2 separate regions of the Anas platyrhynchos genome follow, and region 2 is linked to region 1. Evidence: chromatin contacts called from public Hi-C data. All regions are on one chromosome and are shown on one strand. The core of a region is the stretch at or near the end of the contact, and the rest is flanking DNA. Distances in the headings are between cores, read along the strand shown. Region 1 holds the start of MED18 (mediator complex subunit 18). Region 2 overlaps ANKRD31 (ankyrin repeat domain 31).

Region 1 (3,556 bases), core at 163-2,662:
GACAAAGCAGCCTACAAAGGTAATGTAAGATCCAGAGAGGGACAGTCATATAGCACAGAAAACTACATGCAACTTTAGTTTTTGCTCTGGTGGTAAGAGTTTAAGGACACAGCCAAGTCTGGAAGTCACTTGGATCTCATTAAACTATCATCTCACTTGACAAATGTTCCTGCTTAGCAAGGTAGCGCAGAATAAGCCATAATTTGTATTACAATGAGGCTGACAATGTCATCAGTTGTATGATGTTTGTTGCCTTCTCTATCACTGTCTTTATGCTGTAAATTTATGCCCATAATTTAAGATGGTAGCTCAGCTAGTGACACATCATTGTTTGTGGCAAAATGGCTGAGCACTACCAAATCCCTGAGTTACCTGCTAAGACATGAGATCTCTTAATGAGTTATCCTAGTGCTGAAATTGTCAACAACTTTTACAATTTTTAATTGTGCAATCAATGCACTATATAAATTGCCTATTGTATAACTGCAGAGTAATTAATTTTAACAACTGTTCAGTCAGATTTGTGGGGTGGGAGGCTTTCTGCTATTAATTCAGTGCCAGCAAATGGAAAATGCCACGTGCACATTCTGAAAGCAGTTTTGATTGACAAAGGTGACAAAGTGGCGATTCAGAACCAAAGGCTGTGAGACTGTGAGATGAAAAAAACAAAACAAAAAAAAAAAAAAGTTTTATAACAAGGAAGAAAAAAATACATCCAGCGTACACTCAGCTGACCCTCCCTTTGCTGTTGATGCTGTTTCAACATATAAATGAGGCTGGACTGCCTGTTTTGCAGAGATAATTTCCCTGCAGGGGCTCTGCAGGGAAGATTCTGCTCTGTGCATTCGCAATGTGATATGGAGCTGAGTTAAAGGCCCAGCCCCATCTGCTACTCAGCCTCCCTTCCACAGACAGATGTATAATGAGAGTTTTAAAGGGAACAGAACCTAGGTAGGAGGCTGGAAATACAGTGTTGAGCTTCTATTTCTATCTGCATTTCTCTCCATCCATCACCTCCATCTGCCTGACCAACTGCCTGTTGTGCCTGCTGCGTCTCGTCCTCAACGAGGTCAGAAAGAAAAGCCCGCTGGAAGATACTTTTAAGGCACAGGGGTGCAGTTACGAGGGTGCCCTTCAGAGTGCGGGGCTCTGGGGACGGGACGCCTTGTTTTTGGGGGCAGCCACCTGTGCTCACCAACACCCCAACTACCAATGTGGCATTTGGTATATTGGTATCGTTGGTATAAAATACCACAATTTTGGTGAGCTCGCCCAGCCCAGGGTACTGCTGGTGCTGCACCGCTGCTCAGGGCGTGGGGCAGAACCAGCAGGGACCCACCCGAGCCCTCAGCCCCCTGAGGCGGCTCCGTGCCCGCCCCTCCGCCATTTGCTGCCCTCAGCGCCGGGCGCTGCGGGGCGGCGGGGCTTGGGGCTCGGCTCCCCGCTGCCTGCAGCCCCCCTCCGAGCCGCGGGGCGGTGCTGCCGCCGCTCCTTCCCTTCCCTCCTTCCCTTCCTCTCCTTCCTCCTTCCTTCCTTCCCTCCCTCCCTGCCTCCAGCCGCCGGCCGCAGCATGGAGGCGCCCCCCGTTACCATGATGCCCGTGACGGGCGGCACCATCAACATGATGGAGTACCTGCTGCAGGGTGCGCGCCCCGCTGGCAGCCGGCCCTGGCCCGGGGGGGGGTTGTGTGGGGAGTTTGGGGGCGCTCGGGGGGTGTTTGGGGTGTGTTGGGGGGTGTTTGGGGTGCGCATGGGGTGTTTGGGAGGTATTTGGGGTGAGTTTGGGGTGTGTTTGGGGTACTAGGGCTGTGTTGGGGATGTTTGGGGTGTGTTTGGGGTATTGGGGGTGTGGGGAGGGTATTTGGGGTGTGTTGGGAGTGTACTTGGGGTGTTTGGGGTGTGTTTGGGGTGTTTGTGGAGTGTTAGGGGGGTGGCTGGGGCATTTCGGGTGTGTTGGGGGTGGTTGGGGCATTTGGGGTGTGTTGAGGGCGTTTGGGGTGTGCAGGGGGTGTGTTTGGGGTATTTGGGGGTGTTTGGGGTGTGTTTGGGATATTTGGGGTGTGTCTGGGGTGTTTGTGGATTGTTAGGGGGGTGGTTGGGGTATTTGGGGTATTTGGGATGTGTTGGGGGTGCTTGGGGAGTGTTTGGGGTATGTTGGGGGCATTTGGTGTGTGTTGGGAGTGTGTTCGGTGTGTTTGGGGTGTATTAGGGGTATGTTTGGTGTATTTGGGTTGTGTTGGGGGTGTTTGGGGGGTTTTGGGGGTATTTGGTGTGTATTTGGGGTATTTGGGGTGTATTTGGAGTATTGGGCGTGTGCTGGGGTTATTTGGGGTGTACAGTGTCTGTGGGGTGTTGGCAACAGCCGCTGTGTCTCTGTCCGCTGCAGGCAGCGTCCTGGACCAGAGCCTGGAGAGCCTGCTGCACCGCCTGCGCGGCTTGTGCGACAACATGGAGCCCGAGACCTTCCTGGACCACGAGATGGTGTTCCTGCTGAAGGGGCAGCAGGCCAGCCCCTTCGTGCTGCGGGCGCGGCGCTCCATCGACAAGAGTGGCATGCCCTGGCACCTGCGCTACCTGGGCCAGCCAGAGATCGGGGACAAGAACCGGCACGCGCTGGTGCGCAACTGCGTGGACATCGCCACGTCGGACAACCTGACGGACTTCCTGGTGGAGATGGGCTTCCGCATGGACCACGAGTTCGTGGCCAAGGGGCACGTCTTCCGCAAGGGCATCATGAAGATCGTGGTCTACAAGATCTTCCGCATCTTGATGCCGGGCAACACGGATAACATTGAGCCGCTCTCCCTCTCCTACCTTGTGGAGCTTAACGTGGTGGCTCCAGCCGGACAGGATGTGGTCTCCGATGACATGAGGAACTTTGCAGAGCAGCTAAAGCCTTTGGTGCACCTGGAGAAAATTGACCCTAAAAGGTTAATGTGATTGAAAAGCTGGGGAGCTAAGCATTACTTTCGCCAGGGACCTTCAGGGTTGTTTTTATAAAATACCTTTTGAGGGTAAATCAAAACATGGAGAGGGGAGTAAGGGACTACATAGCAATGTTTTGCTAGTTGCAGGTACTAAGTATTTTTTCACGCATTTGCGGATTGTGAAAAAAAGGATGTGATTTACCTGCTCTAGTGAACCTGCTTTGGCAGGGGTCTGAAACCGATGCTCTCTGAGGGTCCCTTCCAACCCCTCCAATTCTCTGATTTTGTGATTCTTTGAATAAAATGAGACACTTCTAGAAAAACAATGCCATTCAAAACATCATTAAATACTAGTATTGGTAGCGTCCCCCCCACTTGTTGGGGAAATACGTGCTAGAAAGCATAATGCCTAGTAATCCATGAAACTTAGTGCAATTCACACGCCTTTGTACCTACACCTCAGTGCAGTTTTGTTTTGTTTTTAGAGTACTATTCTTGTATACCACCTATTAACACTTCTAAATAATACATGAAACTGATATCCTTTAATGCAAGAGGTGTTTATAACAAGCATAAAACCAGGAACTGTGCACAGCACAGAAGAGCAAGAGTATACCTATTTATGATAA
Region 2 (3,653 bases), core at 609-3,108, 36 kb before region 1:
GTGGACATACAGCATAAAAAGCATACTCAGTTAAACACTATGTACTGTAAGTTTTGATTAGATGTTTCTGTGGATACCAAGGTATGGAGCATTTGTGCCTCACAAGCTTTAGGTCAAAATCTCAGGAGTATCTCTGGAGGCTGCACATTTGAGTTTCTACACTGGCAAAGATCCACAAACTACAACTGTTTTTGTAAAAGAAATACTGCTGTTGTTTCTCTAATTACTTGCAGTTGCTTTCAACCCATGCACCCATTTTTATACCAAATAATAGGTTTTTCATTTTTTTTCCTTTTCCTGCTTCAAATGCTTCTGCAAGCCTAAAACTTGTATTTCCATATGATGTCTGCATGTAATTGTGGTGTTGCTTAATAATAGCGGATCTTAAGATAATTTCTTTCAATATATTTTTAGACTCTTGCTGCCAGCAAGTGGCAATACTCTGCAGTGCAAGAATTCTGTAACACTGCTGGTAACGTATTTTTGTAATTTTTTTGATAAATTATGTTACCAGCTATGTTAAAGGTTCTTCCACACATAATAAAACAGAAAGGGCAGAAAATTGACTGTGTTGACACACGTTCAGTTTGTAAGCCATTATAAACATACATGTATGATCCCTTGTTGAATTTTTTTTCCCATCTGCTGTTTCCTACATTGTGCAGCTAGTGGTTCCTTTTTTAGTACTGCCTATGTTTTACTTTTCTGCACTGAGTTACAGTTATTTTTAGACCACTTCTCCAATTTTTCAAACTTCAAACAACTAGGGAGAAGAAAACACTGGCATAACCTTCCGTACTTACAGAACTATGGTATAAATGGCAGGTATGTATATTATTTATTTTCTACCAAAAAGGTTCGATGTACCAGATGAAGGGTAGGTGAAACTGACATTTATGTTAATGAAGAAGGAGCAGTCAGGCATAAGTGGCTAATTTGCCAAGACCCTGAACGCCCAAATGCCAGCTGAAATCCAACACTTAAATGTGACTGGTATTCAGAAAACCTCCACCTACCTATAAAGCCTATATTTCTCCAGCACTTGTTTCTGTTAGTACATGCCAGTGGGTTATCCTGTGCAACTACAAGTAACCAAAATCTGCAGAATGTAAGCCCAAACTTTCCCTCTCCAAACAAAATCCTTAGCTGCCACTTACCCATAAAGACACTTAAAGCCCCAGTGCCTAAGTATGAATACACAAAAGTTTCACTCAAGGGAAGAGCAAAACTCATCCTCAGTCTGTAGCTCAGCAGTAAAATATGAGCATTGTGGTTAATGCAGGTTCAGGTCCATCTTTTACCAGATGAGCTATGTTTCAAACAATTCATTTCATGAAGGGGTTCCTATAAAAGAATACCAACAAGTAAAGGTATCTCATTGGCATTAACTTGCTTATTTCGGAGTGAGGAAGAGGGCTGAATACCAGCCATCTCATGGTATCTGTGAATGTCTTTCACTGAACATATCCAGGGTACTTAGAAAGCCTTGGTTCAAATCCCGCTACCCTCATGTCTCAATTACTTCTGGTACAAATCCAAATCGTGGTGCTCCTTAATCCAGGCACAAATCCTCTTGACCTTACAGCATTAACCCAGAATCTCGTCACCCCATCTCACCCAGGAAGCACACGCTGGGTAAGAGCTGAGCATTCAAATCCACATTCAAATCCAGCCTCAGCTGATTCAGAACCTCGCACAGGAGGAAGAAGAAGGACACTAAAATCAAAGTCTCATCTAAGAAACCTTGACTGCAGATACAGAAACTGTAGGTTAAAAGCCTCAAAGCCAGACTTAGACAAGCCTTGTATGTCTAACTGCGTGAACTGTACGAACAAGCCTGTATGAGACACGATACTTCCAGCAGATGGCAGTGCATTCAAATCGCTTTTGTGAATCGAGATACAAGGATTTTTCTACACCCTTGAGGACAATTAAAAAGTTGTTGATAAACTGGTGGCTATTTGGCGCTACGGATCGTGTCTTGGAAATGTTACAAAAGATAGAAATGGGCTGAATAGTGCAGAAGTGTAAGTTATAATGGTGCAGCAGACACATGAAGGGGACTCCTATTTCTGCTAGCCCTGTGTCAAACAACAGCAGAGAAATTCATTCCTTCAAAACACACACATAAGAGAGAATCACTATAAAAGAGTTAAGGCTTCAGAAGGATCAACACTCCCAGCTTTTAGGAGAGTGCTCAGCTGAACACAACTGCAATACATGTGTATACCAGGACATGAGAGGTACACAAAGAGAGTCAGAGAGTGGTTGAGGTTGGAAGGGAAGCCCTTGCAATCACCTAATCCAACTTCACTGCACAAGCAGTGCTGGCTGCAGCACTTTGCCCAGCACCACATCCAGTCAGGTTTCGAGTACCTCCACATATACAGACTCCACAACCTCTCTCAGCAACCTGTTCCACTTTGTGGCCACCTTTACAGTAAAAAAGTGTCTTCTTGTGTTCAGATGGAATATCTTTGGTTTTCATTTGTGTGCATCGCCTCTTGAGCTAACAGTGCTGAACTACAGAGACTGAGAAATACAGACTACTGACAGGTCTGGCTCAGTCATCTTCACTCCTATCAGTTGTTTACACACGTTGATAAGATTCCCCTATTCTTTCTCTTCTCCAGGCTGAGGAGTCCCCACTCTCTCAGCCTGTCCTCATGTGAAAGATGCTCCAGTCCTTTATCATCTCTGTGGCTTCATCAGTGCTGAACAGAGGGGAAGGACCCTCTGGCAGACCTACTGGCAACTCTTCCTAGTGCAGCCCAGGATATTGGTCTCCTTTGCCACAAGTGTGCATTGCTAGACCGTGGTCAGCTTATTGTCCACAGGACCTTGAGGTCCTTCACTGCAGAGCTGTTTTTCAGCCAGTTGGTCCCCAGTACGTCCTGGTGGATGCGGTTATAGCTCTGCAGATAAAGGACGTTGTGATTTCCCTTGCTGAACTTCATGAGATTCCTCTCTGACCAGCTTGTCCATGTCCCTCCTATTGGCAACACAGCTGTCCAACGTGTCAGTCACTCCTCCTAGCACAGTCTGTGAGCTTTCTGAGAGTTCATGCTGTTCCATTGTCCAGGTCATTCATGCAGACTTTGAACAGTACTGGCCACACTACTGACAGGCAAACTAGAACACAAATCAAGGCTGCTATTTTATCAAAATCAAGAAAACACAGTAAGACTCAATTTATGGTGTCATGATTTCTAGAGATCGCGTTAATTATTGACTTTCTCTTGTATTTCCAGGACTACATAAAAAAGACAACATGCCCAATGACTCACTGCTGGTTGTCAAGGTGTCCGTCCTGCCCTTTCTTCAAATCAGCACACAGAAGCTGTGATGGTCGTAGGTTCCTCTCACAATAGGTTTTCCTGCAGCTCTCAGATCTTGGCAGTGTCACCATGAGCCAATATGGAAAGAATTCACCATCAGTTGTATATTTTTCATGAAGAAATTCTGATACTGGTATCTTGCTGTAAGCTAATGGCAGTTTTCCTAAGAAGCTGCAGATGGCAGCAAGCATTCCATGCACGCACGAAGATCCTCTTGTTTCTCTACAACCAGTGCAGCTGATGTTGCCAGAGCTGCAGAAATTATCATGATGGTCCATGACACTGCAATAGGAGCTGGTAAAAGCAGTTATTTTT

The links. Hi-C and Micro-C count contacts between places; a contact is called where the count stands out from the background.
Region 2: a Hi-C map of skeletal muscle shows a contact between it and region 1, with 3 times the contacts expected there. The contact joins the enhancer-like site here to the promoter of MED18 in region 1. A contact is called at or near these places in 2 of 8 Hi-C or Micro-C datasets (liver and skeletal muscle).

Annotation. Positions count from the first base shown.
Region 1 is chrZ:26,444,530-26,448,085 of IASCAAS_PekinDuck_T2T, reverse strand. MED18 (mediator complex subunit 18) reads left to right here and starts at 1,412. Exons shown (of 2, transcript XM_027446697.3): 1 at 1,412-1,643; 2 at 2,387-3,253. The coding sequence starts at 1,571. The coding sequence ends at 2,940.
Region 2 is chrZ:26,480,761-26,484,413 of IASCAAS_PekinDuck_T2T, reverse strand. All of the region lies in intron 6 of ANKRD31 (ankyrin repeat domain 31), which reads right to left. Among named protein-coding and RNA genes, the nearest start is that of ANKRD31, 12 kb to the right of the region's middle. Within about 2 kb of position 1,858, at least 1 of the 8 cell types and tissues checked has an H3K27ac peak or open chromatin away from gene starts, as enhancers often do.